Linked DNA regions of Anas platyrhynchos: regions 1 and 3 are each linked to region 2. A link is a contact called in public Hi-C data. All regions are on one chromosome and are shown on one strand. Each heading gives the region's core, a stretch centred on a gene start, on an enhancer-like site or on the middle of the called end of the contact. The rest is flanking DNA. Distances are from core to core; before and after follow the strand shown.

The links. Hi-C and Micro-C count contacts between places; a contact is called where the count stands out from the background.
Region 1: a Hi-C map of skeletal muscle shows a contact between it and region 2, with 4 times the contacts expected there. The contact joins two enhancer-like sites. A contact is called at or near these places in 2 of 8 Hi-C or Micro-C datasets (F5 follicle and skeletal muscle).
Region 3: a Hi-C map of small yellow follicle shows a contact between it and region 2, with 4 times the contacts expected there. The contact joins the promoter of LOC101793969 here to the enhancer-like site in region 2. A contact is called at or near these places in 3 of 8 Hi-C or Micro-C datasets (F5 follicle, skeletal muscle and small yellow follicle).

What each region holds. Positions count from the first base shown.
Region 1 is chr19:10,268,383-10,271,082 of IASCAAS_PekinDuck_T2T, reverse strand. All of the region lies in intron 2 of LOC110353853 (a long non-coding RNA gene), which reads left to right. Among named protein-coding and RNA genes, the nearest start is that of PMP22, 120 kb to the left of the region's middle. Within about 2 kb of position 1,367, at least 1 of the 8 cell types and tissues checked has an H3K27ac peak or open chromatin away from gene starts, as enhancers often do.
Region 2 is chr19:10,174,382-10,177,081 of IASCAAS_PekinDuck_T2T, reverse strand. The region is part of intron 8 of LOC106019328 (a long non-coding RNA gene); the gene reads right to left. Among named protein-coding and RNA genes, the nearest start is that of COX10, 200 kb to the right of the region's middle. Within about 2 kb of position 1,316, at least 5 of the 8 cell types and tissues checked have an H3K27ac peak or open chromatin away from gene starts, as enhancers often do. A contact at or near this core is called in F5 follicle and small yellow follicle, where this site is marked.
Region 3 is chr19:10,087,722-10,090,451 of IASCAAS_PekinDuck_T2T, reverse strand. It overlaps LOC101793969 (heparan sulfate glucosamine 3-O-sulfotransferase 3B1), which reads right to left and starts at 1,477. Exons shown (of 2, transcript XM_027471236.3): 1 at 874-1,477. The coding sequence starts at 1,304.

The DNA.
Region 1 (2,700 bases), core at 118-2,617, 94 kb before region 2:
GGTTGTGCAAGCTCTTCCAGCCAGCAACTGGCCTTGCTTTTCTTCTTTTTCTTTTAAAAATACGGTGGGTTACCACTCTAAACTACACGGCTGGTTATCCTCGGCAGGGAGGGTGCTTATGCAAAACTCATCTCAATTTATTCTGCTATAGTAATTAGGCAGAACTCCGTTCCTTGCAATATTTGATACTTCCTCGGTAACTTTATCCAGGGGAGGATATTCTTGTATTTCTGTTCACTCAAAAGCAGAGCACACACCTGAGGCAACAACTAACAGCGTCCCACGGCAAGAAAAGTGTTGTCACCAACTGTTTCAAGCCATGCAGAGGGGTTGGCTTGGATTCACCCATTTGCAAGAAAAAGCTGCTTTTTGTTGTTATATTATAGGCTGCTTTTTGTTGTTATATTATAGGCAAGCTTTCCACCCCTAGTTTCTCTCCATATTCTAGCTGCTGAGCTTGTGCTTTTGGCAATAAAATCCAATTCCACTCCATCTGGAGCCTTAAATCTCCCAATTCCCTCTTTATTCCAGATGCAGAGAGGGTGGTAGTTGCAACTAATGTGTGAGGAGTTGGAATACTTTTTTTTTCTTTCTGAGAGGTGGAAAAATCACTGATGAGTCCAGGACAGAAATCACTGCTCCTAAGTTCTTGCTGCCCTACAGCATCCCCTGTGTTTCCTTCCAGCAAGAGCCAGGAAACCCTAAAGCACTTCAGCTTGGGGTGTCGGATACCCTCTGTGCTTCTTCCATGAATTATCCTCCAGGATTAGGGTAAAACTTGAATTAAGCACGGCTTGGGGGTGGTGGAGGAGGGAACCCCTTTCCCCTGCACCAATTTGCCCGGCGGCTGAAGCCCTGTGCGGTGGCTGGTCCCCAGCAGGCAACGCAGAGGTATCTGGAATCTGGGGGATATTTCCTATTAGATTTGTTTAATAGTTTTGAGGTTGGTTAAATATGGAGTGACAAATTAATTCCAACTTAACTACTTCCCTCTCGGTCTTCCTGCCTCTTGCAGCTCCCCTGTTGCCCCGCTAAGCGAGACCAGCTGGCGGGATCAGGTTGGTTTGGCAGCTGCGATGGGTTTGTGTGCTGGTGGGTCTGTTCTCTGCCTGTTGGCTCCGTGCATGCCCATGTGCCATCTTCCAAGGAGCAGGGACAGAGGGGAAAATCCACCTATCTGAGGCTGGAGGATCTTTTCATCAAGCCCCTTTGAAAGGGTAAATACTTAGGGCTTTATTAAAAGGTTGGTCCAGACACCAGCTGCTGTGCCCAACCTGTAACCTCCCAGTGGGGGTGCTTAGCCCCTGCTCCAGGGCACACTCACCATTTTTAACCCTTTAGCAACTGGGTATCACCCAGGTGCACTGTGTGACCCCTGCAGCACCTGGGGTCCCTTTGCTTGTGGATCACAGCCGAGAGCAGGGATTTAGGGTCCAGACCCAGGGAGCCCCTCCTTGGGCAGGGTTCGGTGGCAGTCTCTCAGGTGATCAAGAGAGAGGGCCCCTGGGGAGTGGGGAATGAGATGAGGAGCAGGGAGCTGCTCTCCTGCAAGGCGTTTTGCTGTGTCTCTACCCTTAGCACCCTTGTGTTGTCAGCGCTGGCTGGGGCAGAGGGCAGGAGGAGAACTGCTAAAAGCCTGCCTTGGACTGAGCCAGGCTTTCAGTGAGGTTTAGGGCTGTGTTTCATGTTCTTCCTGGGCTCCCACAGCCTTTCTGTGTTTGCAGAGCTGTGTCTGGCCAGGTGCAGCTCCTGGCTCTGCTGTGGGGAGCAGAGCATAGGAAGGGGCAGGAGGTAGTGCTGGGCAGACACCCACCTCCACACCAACACTGCAAACTCTCCCACCTGAATATACCACTTCTAAGAGGGCATTCGTGCTGCCTGCATGTAGTGTATGTGCTCTGTAAGTAGGCAACGAGTTACATCTGCCTTTAGCTTCTCAATAGCTGCAAGAGAAGCCAAGAATCTGAACACAGTTCAACACCTGGGGATGCTTCTTTGTCCTGATGCTGGACCCCAATACATTTTTTGCAGCTTTGTACAGAGGTGTGACAACAACAGGTTTTATTTCCCTTACAGTAACCCATCTATCCATGGGTTCATCCTGATACTGCTAACTTGGTTTCTCTGGTGGACTGGAGGGAGTTTGGGGATGGGGTGGTCTTCATCAAGGTGGTTTGGTGGCCTGGCACTCACAGAGCAGCTGGGACCCGAGCTCTTGGGGCAGTGGTGGGAAGCAGCACAAATTTGCTTAGATTTTGTAGGTGTGGGGGCACAGGTTTGAATTATGACACAGCTGCTAAGTAGCTCTGTTGGGGTTTTATTATGATGACGATGATTTTTTTTGACAGCAGACTGTATGTAAGAGACACAGAACATGGCAAGGGTGGCACAGGAGGTCAGTAGTGAGCCCCCAGATGGTCCCCCACTTCTGACTGGAGGGGATGACGCATCAAACTACATAAATAAGCTAAGGCAGATGAGCAATAGCAATGGTTTGCAATGGACCCTTTCTGGCTATGCCTTCTGGATGCCCCCAGGTTGGACTCACAGCTGTAGGAATTGCTCTGGAAAGGCTGATTGTCACAACCCAGCTGCCTTCCTTTAATGAGAAACCACCTGAGGCTGACTCATTTTGTCCAGCCTGATAGTTGTAGGCTGGAACCGATTAAATCCTACGGACACTGGGAAACACCAAGAGTG
Region 2 (2,700 bases), core at 67-2,566:
TGTTTAGGCAAGGGACTGGGGTTTGTGAATCACATCCAGGTCTTTGTTTTATTCCAGGCTTCTGGGGAGAGTTTAAATAAAGGATTCAGCACTGGGAAAAAATAAATAAATAAATATATAAATAACAAAGAATAAAAAGACAGACAGACATTTGGAGCGTGGCACGGGGCCCTCTGCTCGGGCTGACCCAGTTACTGGGAGAGCATCGCAGGGAGATCCTGTTGAGCAGGAGGAACAAGCAGCCGAGGGCTGAATTCAGGCTGAGGGTAAACAAACCCAGCTCTCACCACGTGAGCGCTGCACGTTTCCACCTGGTCTCCGTCTGATCACGATCACCCAGAGCTGCAGCCGTCCCACCTGGCGCAGAAGCGGCAGCAAGGAGCGAGGACTCCTGCCCACCGCAACGCCAGGACACAGCATCCCCGCGGCTCGGTCCTGTGCCCACGGGGAGGAGGGCAGCTCTGCCCTGCAGCTCCCCGTGTACAAACAATGGGGAGGACAAACAAACCCAAAGTGCCAGAGGAAACAGCAGCTGCACCTCCTCGTGTTGTGTGTGTGGCTGTAGGGACACGAGGGCCTGGCAGTGCCAATCCACGCCGCAGCCCATGCCTGAGCCAAAGGGGCTGGGGCAGAGCCCTGCTCCCTCTTGCCATGGGTACAACCCTACTTTGCTGTATGGCACTGGTCAGGGAAATGCACCTCCTTCAGCTTGCCCCAGAGAAACAACTCTAGCCCCAACAAAACTTCTTTTAGGGTGGAGCAGAGAAAACACCCCAACAAATAGACTCAAGCTCTTGCCCACGTTCTCCCATCTGCTTGCACTGGGGCCCACCTGCAAGTGAAAGAACAGCTGAAATGCCTGTCCGTTTCCTGCTAATCAATCCTATTTTCCAAGTTTTAAAAATAGGCAGTAAAACAGTGCCCACAGGACTCTCCGTGCAGGTTGAAGTCCATGCACAGGTTGCCCTGGACAAGCCGGGCCAAAGTGCAGGTTTGATGAGACATCTCCAAACAAAACCGCTGGCAGTTGCTGATACCCAACCTTCTATCTTTCAGCTTGCTACTAATAACCTTTTACCAAAACTGATTTCAATTTAAAACCAGGCTGTTTACAGGAAAAGATGTCAGTGTGAACGTTCCCGAGATCTGGCTTTTGTTCCCCTGAAAACACATTTACTTCTAAAAGACAGCGTTTGGTAAAGCAAGTGGCTCGAGGTGTTTTGGCAGGAAGCCTCCCAGTTCTGACTCAGGGCAACACAGACAGCACAGAGGCGAGATAAACAAAAAGGGAGGTTTGGAAACGTGGGTTTAAATCAGTGTTTTGGCCATCACGGTGGCTCACAGCTGAGTCATGCAGCTCTTGCCCGAAGCACAACCACCCAGGGAAGCTCAGCTCTGACAAAAAAGTCGGAGACGTGATTTTCCGAACTGAGGGAGAAGCCAAGGTGAAGCCGCTGGATGCTCAGGAGGGGTCAAAGAGGAGAAAGCGGGTTAGCCACAGACAAAAAAAAAACACAGCATCCCTATCAGCAAGGCCAGGGAGAGACGCCGGCCCCATAAGCGCCCTCTCCCAGGTCAGCGCCCCTCGGGGCAGGGGAGGCGCCCTCTGGGCCCAGTGCATCGCCCCCAGAGCAGCCTCCCCTTCCTGATAAGAGCTGACCTTGGGACCGTCCCATCGGCCTCCAAACAAAGCAGACCTTCTGCTAGTCCTCACCAGCACCCTGATTATTTTCTGTCACGTCTCAAGGCAGTTCAGAAGCTCCTCTGCCAACAGACTGCAGCAGAGATGTCGTGGCAGACCAAAGCCCCATTTTGATTAGTAATCCCACACTCCAACAACAGCCTCCTCCCCTCCCCAAAACAAAATAGGAATTAAAAAAAAAAAAAGCTCAATTTTTCTTCATTATAAGCACAGAAAAACCTGGCCTAAGAAACGTAGAGCCTGAGGAACAAATGCAGCACTTCTCCTCAGATCTGAGCATTCCCCAAGCTCCTCCAGGGTCCTTGGCACCCTCCAAACCCTGTCCAGATCTGGTGCTCTTTGGGGTTAGCTCTGCAGCAGCTCCCCGGGATAGTGAAATTTTCAGCAAAGAAAGGAAAAAGAAAAGCTAAAAATCCCTGTTACTCATTGCACCAAAGGAAAAACAGATTCTTTCTCTTTTAACAAAACCTCATTATGATAGACAAAAAATGAAAGTTTGGGGAGAAAATGTGCCGCCTGCTGATAAGAAGTTTTTTTTTGTTTGTTTGTTTTTGTTTTTTTTTATTAAACCTACAAGGCTGGATTGAAACTTCCCAGCCTTTGCTGCTCCACTCAAGACTGCATCCACACAGTTTGAACTCCCCAGTCTGAGCAGCTGCAGACGATTTGCTAAATAGGCCTTCGAGCTGTGCCTGTGCCCTTCTCACCAATGTCCTCACCCCATGCTTGAGGGGCAGTGGAGACCTTTAGGATTTCCACTGGGCCACTGATGCCCAGTAGATGGGCATCAGAGATGCCCCCTTCAGATGTACACTCACGCACTTGGCACCCACGTCACACTCCAGGAGCACCCACTGAGGGCTCCCCTCTCCCCGCTGCCACCCAGAGCTGGACCCAGCTGACTGCTTGCTCTGCCAAAAAGCCACATCCACGGCCATAGGGTGGGTAGGGCCCATTTGCTTTCAAGAGGAGCCTTAAAGACAAACCGTGGCTGCAGC
Region 3 (2,730 bases), core at 228-2,727, 87 kb after region 2:
CCAAACGCACCGAGATTTCCCCTGCGGCTGCTCCGGGACGACCCGCCGCATCCTCCACCCAAATCCTACAATTTCCTAAAACGAAAGCGCTCCCAGGAACGCCTCCTGCCCGGCCAGACCCCAACCCGCACCCCCTGACCACCAGCCGAGGGCTGGCACCGTCCGAAATCCGCGGAGAACCCCCGAGGGTGGCAGCTCCTGGGGCTCGGCTGCCACCCGGCCACAAGATTTGGGTCGCTGCTCCCTGCACGCAGCCAGCGGATGTCGAATTAAACCCGAATTAAAGCCGAATTAAACCCGAATTAAAGCCGAATTAAAGCTGAATTAAAACACGGAGGCGCCGGGGGGGGACCGAAGGCGCTGCCGTCGGGGCTGCGCATCCCCCCCGCACCCTGCGGGCTCCCGCACGGGGGCATCTGCGGGAAGCGGTGCCGCGATTTTTGAGCTTTTTTTAAAATGCTTTTTATGCTTTTCAATGCTTTTAATACCGCTTTTACCGCCTCGCCCGCCGCCGGCCGCTTTCCCGGCCCCTTCTCCCGTCCCCTCTATGAAATTCCCCCCCCGGGGGTCCCGCCCCGGCCGCGCTCCGAGGGTGCGGGAAACGGAGGCGCCGGCAAATAAATAATAAAAATAATTAAAAAATAATAAAAAATAATAAAAATGAAGCCCCGGGAGCGCGGCGAGACGAGCGGCGGGGAAGAAAAAAAAATTAATAATAATAAAAAAAAGCGTTTCTGTGCGATTCCAGCACTGAGCGCACCGAGGGTAACGGGGCCAGCGGGCTCAGGGCTTTTTGGGGGGGATTTTGGGGTTTTCCCTGGAGGCGGGGGGATCGCGGAGGGGCCGGGAGGGGCGCCCCGTGCCGTGCCCTACCTGTACCAGGCGAGGCCCCGCTCGTAGTTGCGGTCGAAGAAATGGGGCTCGGCGCCGACGGCGCGCACGTCGGGGTGCACCCGCAGGAACTCCAGCAGCGCCCGCGTCCCCCCCTTCTTCACGCCGATGATGACGGCCTGCGGCAGCCGCTTGCTGCCGGTGCCGTCGGTCAGGCTGGAGATGGGGCGGGCGGCCTCGGGCAGCCCCGGGGGCGGCGGGGGAGGAGGTGGGGGGGGGGCCGGGCCGCCCCCCGACGGACCCCGCGGCTCCGGGGAGCCCCCGGGGGCCGCCAGCCCGGCGCAGGAGCCGCCGCAGGAGTAGAAGAGGCAGAGCCAGAGGCCGAGCATGGCGCCCAGCAGCAGCAGCCGCCGCCGCAGCACCGAGGGCACCGCGCCGGGCACGTCGAGGCGCCGCTTCAGGGGCTGCCCCATGTGCCCGCGGCCGCTCGCGGCTGCATGGCTGGGGCGGCTCGGCTCGGCTCGGGGCCGCCCGGCTCGGCTCGGATCTGCCCGGCCCGGCCCGGCCCGGCCTCAGCGCGGCCCCGCGGCCGCCCCCTCGGCGCCCCCCGCCCGGCCCCGGCCCCGGCCCCGCTCTCGGCGGCGCCGCCGCGGGCAGCGCGGAGCCAAGGCGGAGGGGCGGGGGACGGGGTAGGGGAGGCGGGTGACGGGCAGAGGGCTCGGCCAATCAGCGCCGCGCTCCGCCGCTTGGCCGGCCCGGCCGCTGGGAGGGAGCGGCCAATGAGAGGGGAGGGGCGGGGAGAAGGGAGGGAGCGGGGGGGAGGAGAGGCGCTGATTGGCTGCGGCGCGCTGAGGGGAGCCGCGCCCGGGGCTGCCTCAGGAGCGGCCGCGGTACGGAGCGGGCGGCAGGGCGATAGGCGACACGGCCACGCGCTGTCGCGACAGGCGACGCCCCACGCCCGTGCTGCTCGGGTGCTGCCCTCAGCTCCCAAGTCCCCAAACCAACCCCCCTTTGGGTGCTGGGGGCTGCACCGTGCCTCCGCCGCATCTCCAGCCCTGCAGCCGGGGCTCCTCCGCCTGCTGAGCGCTGTTCTCCCCGCTCTGACCCCGCAGCCCCCAAATTTCGGAGCCCCCCGAGCCCTGCTGTGGGGTGGGGAAGCGGCACCCGCCCTGCCCCGGGCTGCCGGCACCCACCCCTGAAACAGCACCGCGGGGGGGGGGGTTCCTCAGGGGCTGTGTCCATGGGGTCTGCGCCTCGCCTCCTGCTGTAAAACCACAAAAAATGGGAGATTTAAGGGGATTTCAGGCCCGAGCCCACAGCATGAGATTTCTCCCCAACCCGGTGCGCCCCCGATCCCCGTGGGGAGCAGCCTGGCCCCAGCAGCCTGGCCAAGACACCCCCAGCCTGGGCTGCCCCCCGGGGCCTTCACACAAGAATGTTAACCTTTATCCCCAAACAAGATGTAATGACAAAATAGTAAGTTTAATTGCTAGAGGAAAGACGCGGGTTCAGAGGTCTCTCTACTGTACAGACACACAGGAGAGCCGTAGGACAGGATGATGCAGTTTGGGATTTTGCCTGTCAATCCGCATTGCCCTGGGTTCGGCACGGCTCCAGCTGCGGCCCTCCTGCAGGCCCTCGGCCAGGCTGGGATTCACGGGGACCCAGGACCATCCAGGCTGGGAAAGACCTTCAGGATCACGTCCAACCACCTACCAAGTCCCTCACTAATCACGTCCCCATGTCCCTCACTCCCCTGCGCTCACTGCTGCAGGGATTTCCCAGCTGGGGCTTGGGCACTCATGGCACAGGGTGACACTGGGGACATCTCTGCCATCGCCTCCTCCTCCTCCTCCTCCCCAAAGCACTCGGATGTGTGAGAAACAAAGTGGTATTTCT